2 separate regions of the Mus musculus genome follow, and region 2 is linked to region 1. Evidence: chromatin contacts called from public Micro-C data. All regions are on one chromosome and are shown on one strand. The core of a region is the stretch at or near the end of the contact, and the rest is flanking DNA. Distances in the headings are between cores, read along the strand shown. Region 1 has its middle 21 kb from the start of Gm25480. Region 2 holds the start of Tlr4 (toll-like receptor 4).

Region 1 (7,447 bases), core at 2,717-5,216:
TAAATTAGGTGTATAGACAGTATCTGATGAAGCATAAAAAGATGCCACTCCACAACTGCCATAAGAAGTAGTCCTGACCATACTAACATGACAGGCACCAGGTCATGTGAACGGATGGCTTGGCCTTAGAGGAGGCACTGTGAATGTCACACATGAACTGCATATCTGAGACTGCTTATTTATTATCATGCATCATGATCTGAAGATTTAGCATCAAAGCCATGGTTCTGCTCCGTTACCACACACATCATGGAATAAACACACTCTTGGTGTGTCCCAAACATTGGTTGATGATTTAGTGCTTGAGACTCTGGGCTCTGTATTCAAATGAACTTATTTCATGTAACTTCACCACATACCTTCTATAGGAGCATAGGCTAATAACTTTTCTCTAGATCTCACGTTTTTCATTTCCAAAATGTAGAAAAGAACAATGCCTACTACATAGAATCATGGTGATGATTGAATGAGAAAATTAATAGAAAACATTTAGCATGATTGCAGAAATAATAATCCAATGTGATACAGACAGTAGTGGCTCTAGTAATTGGAATTATGATAGAGAAGAGCTTTGGATTTATGTCTTGCTTTCTCTCTCTCTCTCTCTCTCTCTCTCTCTCTCTCTCTCTCTCTCTCTCTCTTTTTATTAGGTATTTTCTTTATTTACATTTCACTATACCCTCCCCCCATCCTGCTCCCCTACCCACACACTCCCACTTCTTGGCCCTGGCATTCCCCTGTATTGGGGCATATAAAGTTTGCAAGACCAAGGGGCTTCTCTTCTCAATGATGGCCAACTAGTCCATCTTCTGCTACATATGCAGCTAGAGACATGAGCTCTGGGGGTACTGGTTAGTTCATATTGTTGTTCCACCTACAGGGTTGCAGACCCCTTCAGATCCTTGGGTACTTTCTCTAGCTCCTCCATTGGGGGCCCTGTGTTCCATCCTATAGATGACTGTGAGCATTCACAAATTATTCTGCATTTGCTGGTCTTGGCTACATGAATTGGAGGCCATCATCTGATGGGCTATAAATCAACTCCTATAGCTTCCAAGAGACTTGGGGCTTATCACAATTTTTGTTCTTCTTAAACTTGGCTACTTTGATGACTGTGCTAATGCAACTCAGATGCTTGTGTTCCTAGATCCCATCCACAGTAAGCATGGCTCCCTTTGTTTTAGCTGAACAAAGGTGATAGCGACACTTTGATGGGCCAGCTTAGTGGGCTGTCCCCTGGCTGTCCCTGACTGCTTGGGATTTGTGTCAGTGCCAGCCTGCTGTGATCATGAACAAAGAAAGAAAATGGTAGTGTTTTTATTTTTAACAAAGTGACTCATCCTCCCTCTGGCTATGAGCTATGGAAAGCACAGGAAGACAGCAGGCGATATTAGAAGGACAAGTTCAGGACACTTTCACCCCATTGGGAACCAATTTCAGGAGATGCCATCCTGTCTTGTTCAGCTTAGTCTGCCCTGGAAAAGACGTTGAACTCAAAGAGGTTGGCTACACAGGAAAGGAAAGTCACCATAAACAGCAAATACCAAAGATAATTAGATCCCTGGCAATGGGCAGAAGAAAGTACTAATTATGTAATATGTGAGTAGGGACAAGAACATCTTGAATCTTGGTTTCCAAATGTTGTCTTCTACCAGAAGCTTTTAAGCTAGGTTTAGCAGACTCATCATAGCAGGCCCTGGAGCCCCTGTGAACTTGTAACTTTCTTGCCTACTTACACCAGAGTGCTTCTGCTTGTATATACTTCACTGATTAAAATCTCAAGAGTTAGTGTAATTATTGGGTCCTTATAATGTGCCAGGAATTGCACTAAACACTCAATAAGTGTGAAGTTATTGAGCTCTACAGCAACCTTATGAAATATTTACAGCAACTATTGCCATTTTACACTTTATGAAACAGAGGCTTAAAGCCAAGGTAAATCATTTGCCCCGAGTCAGAAGGCTAATAAGCAGTTTTGTCAGGGCTGGAAATCAGGCCTGTCTGTCTGCTGAGCCCATTTCCTTAACCACAATACTCCACCGTTCTTCATGCTGGGTTTCCATGTAAGCTTTCATTTTCCAAAAGTGTTCCATGGTTATTTTAAAAGAAATAAAATAAGTTTGAAAGTGACAGATTAGATGTTCTGAGATCCCTCCTAGCTCTAAACACCCAACTTTCATGATTTTCAGAAGGAAAAAAAGTAGAGGCTGTGTAACTGGGGTTGATGGTGACGGGCAATGGGCAAGTTCTGAGATAATAATAGTCACTAGCATCTGAGAGCTTAATAAGCCAGGCCATGCTCTAAATCCCTCACTCACATTAGCTCGTTTAATCCTTGCACCAACCTTCTTTGGCGAGTGCTATTATTGGTTCCATTTCTGGATAAGGAAACAATACAATGAGATCATCACTCATTCAAGGTCATGCAAATACAAGGTCAAAGACCAGTGTGCATCTTTGCGGCTGTACTATATTGAGATGCCTTAATCTGGAAGAAAATGACTTTCTTTAATATCAGCATTTATATTTCAACACCAGGCCAATGCAAATTTATGTAAATAGACATGCAGATCAGCTGCTACCCTGGCATTGGTGCCAGCTTCCCCTCAGGGATGTCAATGTAACAAAATTTAGCCATTGTCAATGATCTGAGCTACCACATGAGCAGACATTTCCTTAATTCCCTACATTTCTCAGACATGGAGGCAATACATATATTCACAGAGCTTGTGCTTTTATATGTTTTAATTTTATCTTTTTTTTTCCTTAGGTTTTCAACTGTGGGTAGTTGATACTCATTTACAAGGAGACCAGTTCTTCACTTCTATCTCATACTGCCTTTTCACACTCTTTGCTTGTGAGCCTTGCTGCAGTCCTGCAGGGGGGCCAAGCAAATGTTAGCATGGCTCTTGTGCTGAGGAGAAGTTTGCTCAGGCTCCCTCTACAGTTGCTCTGGTGCCTGTTGTAGCATTTTTAGACTTTTCCTGATGGTGTCATATCCTTTCTTTGCTGAGTGCAGGGAGGGAAGCTAGCAACCCCGTGGACTAATGGAAAGGAATGGCTTTTACTTTTTTCCTGTATTTTTATTTTATATGTATGGATGGGTTGCCTGAATATGCATGTCCATGTACCACATCTGTGCCTGGTGCTTCCCGAGGTCAGAAGAGGGTTTAGATCTCCAGTGAGAAGAGTGACAGACAGTTATGAGTCACCATGTGGGTGCTTGGTATGGAACCTGTGTCCTCTGGAAACACAGCCAGTTGTCACCACTGAGCTGTCTATCCATCTTCATACTGCTCTTTTGAAAAAAAAAAAAAAAGAGCTCGGGATATCCCTTAGTTGGTAGTGTGAGTGTCTATTATGCATAGAACATGGGTGGGTACTCCAGCCCAGCACAAAGCAGGTGTGTTGCCTGTTATCCCAGGGCACAGAAGGTAGGGGTGGGAGATTCAGACATTCCAAGGTCATCTTTGGCTTCAAAGAGAATTCTAGGCTAGCCTGAGCTACCTAGGGAGAGTGGGTAGTAGGACAAACACATAACCATGGGAAGACTAGCACTGTAATAAAGAAAAGGGGGTCATTTAAGAGCAAATAAGGTATCGCTAATAATTACACTAATGTAGCTAGTATAAACTTAGAAATCTTGAGAAAAGGTGAAGGCATGATCACCCCGGCTAAAAAGCAAAACCTCGATTTCTATGCACCATAGTGACTCTCTCTTTGTTCTGAGTTTTAGAAAGGTAAAGCATGCCCAGGGTCACATAATAAATACATGGCAGAGCTGTCTGTCCGATTCCAAAAGCTTGGGCTGTGGCAGATATCACAGATGGGGACTCTTGACATTCTAGCCACGAAAGAACTGACCGCATACTTCCTTTCTGCTCCCGGTTATGCTGCCAGCCATTGTCCTTGGATATGGGAACTCAGGTGAAGTGTGATGACTGTGCTGTCCCAGAAGAGGGCAGTGTTGCCATGTCAGCCAAGTCAGAGGCTACAGGAAACAGGAAGGAGGCCTGGATTGAGCAGGACTAGTGGCCTGGCTCAGCATCCCTAGAAAAGCCAGCCCCACCAGGCTGCCTCAAAACCAGCTGCTTCCCTGGCTTGCATCCCCTGAATCCTCACGGTAGATAAAGCTGCTGTCCCCATCACCTGTCTACTGGCTCCCATGATCCAACACCTGAACAAATTAGAGAACTCTGTGCCACCTGGGGTACAAAGAGGCCCAGAGAGAGTTTCCAGATAGAAAATAGGAACCGTTGCCATTTTTTATTTGCTCAGAATTATTCTAGAGCTGGGAGTGCTGTTGACATACTTGTTACCACTTAATCTTTAATAAGGAATCATTTTCATGGGGGAGCTGAGTTCTGGATCCATGCCAGTTTAGATAATTATATTCCCCCAGAAGACTGAAGCTGCTAAGGCAGAATTCTTTCCAAGAAGAGTGAGAAGTCTCAAAGACTGAGATTAAGTGTAAAATAGAGATTGGGGGTGGGTATCAAAAATGGTCTGTGGGAAAGAGACACCATGGCTTGATGAGGGCAAACCTCAAAGTGGCGCCACATAGCAGATTGTTTTTTTCTTCTTGTTTCCTTTGGGCTCATGGAGAGTGAGAGTCATTTGTAGTTTTTTGTCTGTAAGAAGGAATTCAAATTTTGCTCTTTTTAAAAAGGCACCTGATTTACAGGGGGTGTGAAACAAAGCAGAAAATGCTAAAAGGAGGGGGAATAACAGTTCACATGAGAAGAAAAATGAATACAGAAAAAAAAATCCTTTTAACAGTTTCTCTCATCTAAAGTGGTTAGGACAGCGTTTTTTACATTAACTTCAGCATTCTCTCAGAAGGGGATAAAAATGCCCTGTGATCCTCAGCTAAGAATTGCTGGTGATTTTATATCCTCTTGCTGGCATAGATCGTAATCAACCGGAAAAACCTCAAAATGACAAACAAACAAAAGACAGCTTTGTTCTCTGAGGTTCATTAGCTCCGGACAAGGCTGAGAAGCATCAGAAAATGAGGTGCTAGAAGCAGGCAATGTACAGAGGTCACGTTGGGGTAATTCAACTCTCCCCACTGTACCATCCTGTCCCTCTCTTTGGTTGCCAGAGGCCTGGTTGCTCCAAAGAATTGAGAGAAACTGAGGCTGAGGGGTACAGCTCAAGGGTGGTTAGAAAGAAGAGGCTCCTGGGCTAGTTCACGCTGAGCCCAAAGTTACTCACCTCTGCTTTCAAGGACATTACAGAGTAGCAAGCTTCATTTCTTCTTCCAGCCCAATCCCTCTTTGTTGCATCCTCATTAAGTCCAAATGGCATCTTATTCATGGACACATACGATTAGAAACCTCAAGGAAGCGGGTTCCTCTTTTCTCTTTCTCACCATTATTGAATTCAATCTCTCCTTCCCACCACTCCCCTGCCTTCTTCCTTCTCCCTTCTTCTTCCTCTGCCCCACCCCCACTCTTCACATTATTTCACCCTTATTTTCTTACCTATGACTACTTAAATAGAATCCCGTCAGCACACTATTATTGTTATATTATATTACATGTATGTGAGTGTTTTGCTTGTATCTACACATGTTCACCACATACATACCTGGTGCCTGTGGAGATCAGAAGATGTCATTCAACCCTTGGCACTAAATTTACAAAAGGTTGGATACTATCATGTAGGTGATGGAACCTGAAATTGGTCTTCTGCACAGCTGCAATTGCTCTTAACTGCTGAGGCACTTCCTCAAGGGATGCCTTCAGCTCATTTTTGATAGCACAGTTTCTCTCCAAAGCCTTTCAGAAGCTTGTTTGTCTACACAACCAGCTTGAATTATCGTAATTTGGTGTCCTAGGTCTTTTGTGAAACGGCTTCCATCTGCCTTCCAAACTGTTTTTAGCCTAAAGTGCCTGACTATTTTCCGTTTTCCAATCATGTAATAATTCAGTTATTCCTCAACATATTCTCCTCTATGTCTTTATTCATTGTCTTAGTTAGGGTTTTTATTAGTGTGATAAAATGCCCCCAGCAAAATCAACTTGGAGAAAACTTAAGTGTTTATTTCATCTATGTCTCCAGGTAACAGTGCCTCACTGATGGAAGTCAGGAAAAGAACTCAGGAAGGGCAGAAATTTAGAGACAAGAATTGATATAGAGGCCATGAAGGGTCCTGTTTATTGGTTTGCTCTCAAGGCTTGCTCACTTTGCTTTCCTGTAGTACCCAGAATCGCTGGTCCAAGTGTGGCACATCCCATAGCAAGTTGGGCCCTCACACATCAATCATCAGACAAGAAAATGGTGCACAGGCTTGCCCAAAGGCCAGGTGGCAGCACTTTCTCAGCTGAGGTTCCCTATTCCCAATTGACTCTAACCTGTGTCATTTTGACATAAAATTAGCCAACACACTCCTGGTTCCCAACATCTATCTTTATCCTAGTTAAGGACCATGTTCTCTTGAGTGATGGCTTCACATACCTGCTTCAAATGGACATAAATCTTCTTTGCCTGTGAATTTCTCCCCAACTTTACATGCAGCACATGTTTTGTATTGGTATAATATTTAGAATTTTGAAAGTCATGTTTTATCTTTCCTTCCTTCCTGTGTGCAGTCTGCTAGGTCAGGGAATAATCTTCATTCTACACACAGATTAATCCAATGCTTTTTTGTATGGTAAGTTTGAAAAGGCAATTTTCTGCACAGATTAATGAGTACTTTTAAGAATCTATGATTGAAAGAGTGAATCAAAGTTTCATGGATGCATGAATAAATAACTTTGTGCATGGATGAATAAATGAATTCTTGTACTTATGCATTCAAATAGATCTTGGGAGGCCCCTATGCAAATTAACCCAGGAATAGATAAATGCTTGTATGCATAAATGAATAAAAACATACATACATGAATCTGTGAATGAATGACCAAATACTTGGATTTCTGATTCTTAAGACTGTTTCTCAGTGAGCAGTTGACTAAGATATTGCTGTCTATTGCTAGTATGCTATACTACCACCAAAATTTCTTTAATATTTAATGGTTTTACTAGCTAGGACCCTTGAATATGGGGCTGGAGAGATAGTTCAGTGATTAAGAGCACTGGGTACTCTTCCTGAGGACCTGGATATAATTCCCAGTACATATATAGCAACTCACAACTCTCTGTAACTCCATTTTCATGGGGACTCAATGCTATTTTTTTGTCCTTTGTGGTTACAGTATGCTTGTGATAAAGACATATATGCAGCCAAGATACTTTCAAATATAAGATAAAATTTAAAAAGAAAAATGGTTACCCTTGAATACACTCTTCTATATTGGCCCTTCAGGTGAGGCTACTTTATTTTTGCACTAAAATATTGAAGCCATGGCCCAAGGAAGACCACTTACCTGCCAGAAAGAAAAAGAAGAAGTGGGGCTTTCTCTGTCAGTCTTTTTACTATATAAGGAGGAGGAGGAGGAAG
Region 2 (7,217 bases), core at 4,301-6,800, 300 kb after region 1:
GTAGGTCATGCAAAATTGAGAAAAACAGGAGAAATATAATGGGCAGTATTCACGGCAAGGAACAGTTGTAAAGAGCACCCCCCTTGTTTAATACAAAGTGTCTTAAGCACTTATGCTGGGCAGACACAACTGAACATTCTGTCTGGAACTAAGGAGTAGCAGACACAAGCTGTGCTAACTTATATATTACTGACCAATGTATAAAATGAGACATCAACCAATTACTATTGTTTTATAAAGTTATTGCCATAAACGTTGCTACTGAATTCCTCCAAGGTATCAAGCACTGTAATGGGCATGCAGTATGAAGAGGCAGTGCAGATTCAGCTGTTATCTTGGAGGATCTGAAAGTCTAGTGGGTAGAGAAAAGTTTTCCTAAAACAGGACAGATATTTGTTGTGTAAATGTTAAGGTAAAGTGGATAGTACCTAACTGGGGAGGCTGCACAGTGTTAGTGAATTCAAATTAAGTGTTAGTGAATTCAAATTCTTAGTGTAGGGACTTCCACAGCATACAAATATTGAATCACGGCATAGTAAGTGATAGGAGATTGGAAATGAGAGCATAAGGACACAAGATAATATCATGCTTTAAAATTGTAGGAGAAACACTGAGGCCGGTGCTTACTTCAAGAGACCGAAATACGTATCAGGAAGTGATTTCCACATAGGCCAGTGAATTATGTAGAACTGAGAACAACACTTTGAATGGAATGAACGTTTTCTTCATTCACACCAGGGATTCAGTTTTGCTCTTGCCATAGTGATATGCTCTTAATCTTCTACTTCAGACCTTCTTTGCCTTTCCCTTTCTCTATTCTCTATGACCACAATACCACAGGCAAGGTGAGGAAGGAGACTAGCTTATGGCAGTGGCCCCCAGGAAAGCACATTTTTCTGTCTGTTTAGCCAGTGTTTTCACTTTTTAAAAAACAACTTATTGTTCTCTATAGACAAATAATTCTCAATTGAATACAGCATGTTACTGATTGTAAGTCATACTTTTATTTACCACAAAGAAAAAACTAAAACCCCTGTCACTTATAACTGCAATGCGTCATCAGTCAGAAAGCCCATTGTGAACTGATGTATGTTAGTAGATTGGAAGGAATCAGTTAAAGTTCTAATATATGACAAGCTGCAGGAAACATTCTGTACCAGACTGTACTGTGGTTATTTATTCTCACAGTCTCTTAATCACCATGAAATGGGCAAATACAGGCTGTAAAATTGTGTTATTTACACTTCAGTGATGGAAATAAATGTTATGTTACTCATTTATAGTATATCATTGGCATTGGGTAGTGGATTCTGCAGTTTATGACAATCTCTCTCTCGCTCGCTCTGTCGCTCTGTCGCTCTCTCTCTCTCTTTCTTTCATATGTGTGCACACCCTCTGTGTGTGTGTGTGTGTGTGTGTGTGTGTGTGTGTGTGTGTGTGTGTGTGTGTGTGTACTTCAAGTGAGATGGGAGGTAAAAAGGTTAGGAAATACCCATTTATAACTAATGAAGTCTTAGGACAGCCTAGAGCCACAGAGGGAGAGATGCACATCAGTGGTGACAGAGTAAACCTAGTTACAAATATGGGTGTGTTTCCCTCCTCCTTTCAGATATTGCAGAAAACCCCAAGGCTATGTATCAAATGTAGTAACACAATTAAATAAAAAGACTCTGATCATGAATGACTCCTAACTTGTTTGCAACCAATAATGATCTTACTGACCACTTATTGAGCAAGAAATATGTATCGTGTTATGTGTGTTATGTCACCATAGAAATTACATTAATTTAACACTGGTCTTATGTGGTGTACTTAACTTTTTACTAAATGGTCAGTATCTGACAACTTTGACGAGATGGTCATTTGTTTCTGGCTAAGATGGGACTCTTCCTTTGACTAAGTGATTGTAGGTCTTCTGTTGAACCTGCTGCACAATAATAATGTAGAAAACTAAATGGCTTCCTATTCAGTCTACTCTCCATTGTAGGATAAAAACTGACATCATGATGGTAGCTAAGTATCAATTTTTTACTCATTGCAAAACCACATTTGCATGTTTATTGAGGTTTAGCAAATAAAACATTACTGCTTACGGCTTCTCTCTTCTACTTTGTACTTGGTTTGTCTTCTAGAAGAGGCTGACAGAACTTTAATGGTCTGGTTAAGGTCACCACATGCTAGTGTATTGTTATCATTTGGTTTTCAGAAAAAGAAATACCCACACAAAGCACTCTCCTGAATATTCCTATCATAGGTATGAAAGCTCTCAATGAAGATGTATATAAAATGTGTGCATCAATACCTCCTGAGACACAATTTAGAAGAGATTATTTGATTCTTTCTCTGAGGCTTCTTTTTACCTGTTCTTCCCTTTGGTAGCAAGAAAGGACATGTGCATCTTGGGCGTGGATGTACTTCTCAGTATTCTGTCCTTAATTATCACACTAGATTATTTTTCTTTTCTTTTTTTTTATTTTTCTTTTTAAAAATTTTTTATTAGGTATTTTCCTCGTTTACATTTCCAATGCTAGCCCAAAAGTCCCCCATACCCACCCACCCCCACTCCCCTACCCACTCATTCCCCCTTTTTGGCCCTGGTGTTCCCTTGTACTGGGGCATATAATGTTTGCAAGTCCAATGGGCCTCTCTTTCCAGTGATGGCCGACTGGGCCATCTTTTGATACATATGCAGCTAGAGACAAGAGCTCTGGGGTACTGGTTAGTTCATAATGTTGTTCTACCTATAGGGTTGTAGATCCCTTTAGCTCCTTGGGTACTTTCTCTAGCTCCTCCATTGGGGACCCTGTGATCCATCCAATAGCTGACTGTGAGCATCCACTTCTGTGTTTGCTAGGCCCCGGAATAGTCTCACAAGAGACAGCTATATCTGGTCCTTCTCAGGGAAGGCTGGCGATCTAAGCACTATTACTATTGCAGCAAAGACATACTCTACTTGGTATGCATTACAGACATTGATTGGAGGATGAGGGGGGTTAGGAAAGTTAAGATTTCAGAAGATGACAGTCTAGATTCTTTAAGTCTATTTTACAATGTTTTTCTCTAGCCTAGGCCAAGAGACATAGTCAGTGAGGAATTTCATTTTAGAATTATTTTACATTTGAAGTTTCTAGAATTTGGCACAATTTCTAAATGTGTAGTGAGATAAATGGATGAGGAAGGGATTAACTTTAAAAAGCTAGATTTTGATTTTGTCCTTTAATTCATTGATTGCTTGTTTGTGTCTGTCATATCCCCATGTATGTACTTAGATTTATGTATCTGCATGTGAAGGATAGGAGGATTTCGGTGTCTTACTGTGACTTTGTACTTTATTCCCTAGGAAGAGGGTCTCTTACTGAACTTGTATGTAGACTTGTGGCCAAGAAGCTCCACAGAGCCCCTGGAAAGGAGTAGCTGAGAGAATTCTAACCTGATTGATGGTGATCTAGACTTTTGCAGCTTTGTTGTAGCTAAAATACATTTGAGGTTCTTATGACACACCTTGGGGGTATCGACTGGACTAGTGATGTTTATCCTTCTATTCATCAGAAACTTATATGAACTTGCTTTTCCTCAGGCATGGCTCTAACAGCTTTACAACTACTCTTTGAGGAAGTATGATTATCCTTATATTGCCCACATTTTATTTTTATAATTGCCATAGTTGTCTTTTATGGGATATAATGAGGATCTGTGCTATGATTAATTTAATTCAACCACACAAGATAGATAATCTTCTATTTATTTAAAGATTTTTCTTTTTATTTTCATTCATGTATGAGTGTTTACCTACATATTTGTATGACTATCACATGCAGTGTCCATGCGAGTCAGAGGAGAGAAATAGATTCCCTGGAATTAGAGTTACAGATGGTTGTGGGATAGCATATGGGTGCTGGGAAGCAAACCCCTTTCTTTCAGAAGAGCAGAAATGACTCTTAATTGATGAGCTATCTTCCCAACTCTATACCTTCATTCTCATAGTAGCAAATGGAGAACTGGCTTGTATAGCTTGACTGCTGTCATGCATCTTTTTTTTTTTTTTTCTCTTCAGAGGCAGATGGATCTTTGAATCAGAACAATGAAGGGACCCAGTCTCTCCATGGAAGTGGAGACTGTACATAATTTTGCAGGGGGCTTGGGTTTTATATGGTGAAAAGGGGGATTTGGGGATAGAAGTTTCATAATGCAGGTCAGTTCTCCTGAAGTCTCAGTGGAGGTTGGAGGTTGCTGGTATTTTCATCTTCTTATCAGAAGCTTCCCTGGGAAGCTACCACATGCCAGCAGTCCACAGATGATCCAAGCAGAATCACATAGCCTTCTAAGTGTATGTATTCTAAATATTAGTATTTAGATATGTCAAATAATGTAAATATGTAAAGAAGGAGGGAGGTAAAAACTGTTCTCAGGTTTACAGGGCTGAAAATGAGGCTCAGGAAATAAAATCATTTGGACAAGGTGATCTGGTGTTTAGTCATCTGACCTGACCTTTACTTCAGCAACTTCTGATTCCCTTCACTACTTCTTCACTAGCAGTGTCACATGTAGAATTATGTACTGTTCCCTAAAATTCATAGGCTGTGCCTGTTTCTGTGACTGCAATTTAAAAATTCATCTCCCAGTGCCATGTCCTATGACTTGAATTTAATGAGATAATTAAAGTAAACTAATGTCTTATGGGTCTGCCTTAATACAATATAACTGATTATTTTAAAAAAAGAGGTCAGGGGCCAGGGAGATATCTCAGTTGATAAAATGTTTCAAATTCATGAAGACCTGCAGATCCTCAGTAACAGCATTTAAAAAAATGAAATAAATAAACAAATAAAAAGCAAACATCGTAAAAAAACAACATCACAAACAACAAAAACCCGAATGCTGATATCTATAATTCCAGCACTGGGAAAAGGCTAGCTACAGGTGGGAGATCTCAAAACTTAACTGATCAGTCAGTATAGCCAAGGAATCAGTACCAGGTTCAGTTAGAGACCTCGGCTCCAAAACAATGGTGGAGCCTCTTGAGTTTCTCCCACAGCTCACGAGCCTGCTCCTATCTTTCCTGAACGTTCTCCTTTTAATAATAAACACTATGATCCTGTTTCCAATAATAAATAGTAATTAATAATAAAAGAAGATTGAGAACTGAGAACTGCAGAAGGCACTCAATAGTGAACTCTGGCTTTTACACACACACACACACACACACACACACACACACACACACACACACACACACACACACACGAAATATACATCCCCCCCGTGAACGAATGAACACGTACACACATAGGTAAAAGAAAGCATCATGACACAAGACACGGCAACTGATGATATCTTCATCCTGGGTTTTAATCTCTAGCATTGTGAGAAAATATGTTCCTCTAGTCTGAAACATCCAGTCCCTAATACTGTGCTCTGGGAGACTTGGGAGTCTAACTGAAGCAGTAAGCATCCTCTGTTGAAAATAAAGAAGGAATGAGGATGTTGCTCCACGCCAGTTCCCTGCCTTCACCAAGCCCAGAGGTCAGATGACTTCCTGGGATGAAAGCCAGCTTCCTCTTGCTGTTCCTCCAGTCGGTCAGCAAACGCCTTCTTCCTGTTCTAGTCTTCAGTCTTCTAACTTCCCTCCTGCGACGGGGCAGATCGATTCTAGAACAAAACCAAAAGTGAGAATGCTAAGGTTGGCACTCTCACTTCCTCTTTGAATATAGTACTTGCAGAGGGGCACCCACTGGGAGGGAAGAGGCAGGTGTCCCAGGGACTCTGCGCTGCCACCAGTTACAGATCGTCATGTTCTCTCATGGCCTCCACTGGTTGCAGAAAATGCCAGGATGATGCCTCCCTGGCTCCTGGCTAGGACTCTGATCATGGCACTGTTCTTCTCCTGCCTGACACCAGGAAGCTTGAATCCCTGCATAGAGGTATGTGTCTTGATCGCATGTGATCACACCCTTTCCTGCTAGCCTGCCTTGTTTCTCAAAACTATCCACAGCTCAGAGCTCCCTGTGTGTGCTCTGCTTAGTTTATTTTGCACGAAGGAGTTAAACTAACCAAAAACTTGAGAAGCCTTGGCAACAAAAAGCCTCAGTGTTAACACAGGGCAGGAACAGGCAGCCAGGGGTGTCTTGTTTCATTTAAGGCGTCTGAGTCATGATTTAGGGACTTGAAATTAGTAAAACTAGTTTATAGTCATTGTTCTGTGACATACCTGAGAGTCGTTAAAGAACTTACTGAACGTCTCTGAGGCCAGTATTCACGGGACGAAAGCATGACTGTAATCACTGAAAAATGTAAGTAGGCTGTAATTTCAGGGCTTTCTGTGGGAACTCTGGCCACTCAGCTTTTAGCGGTCATTCCTTCCCTTTCCAAATCAAGTGAAGGTAGCTGTGTCTTTTCTGCTGCTTTCGAAGCATCTTTGAGATGCTTTGAGTGGTAGCTCAGCAGGTAAGGTCAGTGGCTGCCAAGCCTGATGAAAATCTGAGTTCAAGCCTCAAGCCTCACAAGTTAGAGGCAGGGAATCTCCTCCTTTAAGATGTCTTCTCACTTGCAAGTGTCTGCCTTGGCAGGTGTGTATATGCATGAGCACACACACAAATGAATAAAGGGAACAATTGTCTTAAATGAAAGAATTTCTATTAAAAAATAAAACAACAAAACACACAAAAACACAAAGACTTTTCTAAGTGATTTTAGTATTCTGCAACTAATTCTAGGAGATAAAGAAATGGGAGGGGTGAGGGAAGGAGAGGGACAGAGCAACTTAAAACATCAATTAGTTACTGCTAAGGCAGTAACTCCCGTTTTGGTCGAATACTGAGTCGTGAGTAATCTGACCCATGACTCATTCTTGTTTTCCTCCTGCACAGACCACGCAATTATCTTAGAAGCTCACAATAGAACTGAGCAAACAAGGAAGGAATTCGGGGTGAGGTAGGCTCAGAAGCTCAAAACTGGTTCAATGAGTTAAGATACATGACATTCACATGGGGAAAAATACTGTTAATTTTAAAAAGTTATAATCACAGTATCTTGCTTTCTGATTCCTCAGTTATGTTGGCAGAGATGGAATTTCCAATCAGTGCTACACTGAGATAAAATCCCGTTGCTCTTGGTGTCTGGTGTGCTTTGTCAACTCTCAAAGCTTGCTTGTTCCTTCTGTAAGCCAGGTCTCAGGGCCCTTGGCCTTGTCTTCAGGAGTGATTCCTGACTGGTTTCCT

What was found. Hi-C and Micro-C count contacts between places; a contact is called where the count stands out from the background.
Region 2: a Micro-C map of the AtT-20 cell line shows a contact between it and region 1, with 5 times the contacts expected there. The contact joins the promoter of Tlr4 here to the enhancer-like site in region 1. A contact is called at or near these places in 2 of 39 promoter capture datasets (both in embryonic stem cells), 1 of 484 Hi-C or Micro-C datasets (the AtT-20 cell line) and 1 of 115 datasets of contacts at active chromatin or transcription factors (bone marrow-derived macrophages).

The regions. Positions count from the first base shown.
Region 1 is chr4:66,519,690-66,527,136 of GRCm38.p6, forward strand. No RefSeq gene overlaps it. Among named protein-coding and RNA genes, the nearest start is that of Gm25480, 21 kb to the right of the region's middle. Within about 2 kb of position 3,967, at least 18 of the 459 cell types and tissues checked have an H3K27ac peak or open chromatin away from gene starts, as enhancers often do. A contact at or near this core is called in the AtT-20 cell line, where this site is marked.
Region 2 is chr4:66,822,001-66,829,217 of GRCm38.p6, forward strand. It overlaps Tlr4 (toll-like receptor 4), which reads left to right and starts at 5,551. Exons shown (of 3, transcript NM_021297.3): 1 at 5,551-5,921. The coding sequence starts at 5,832.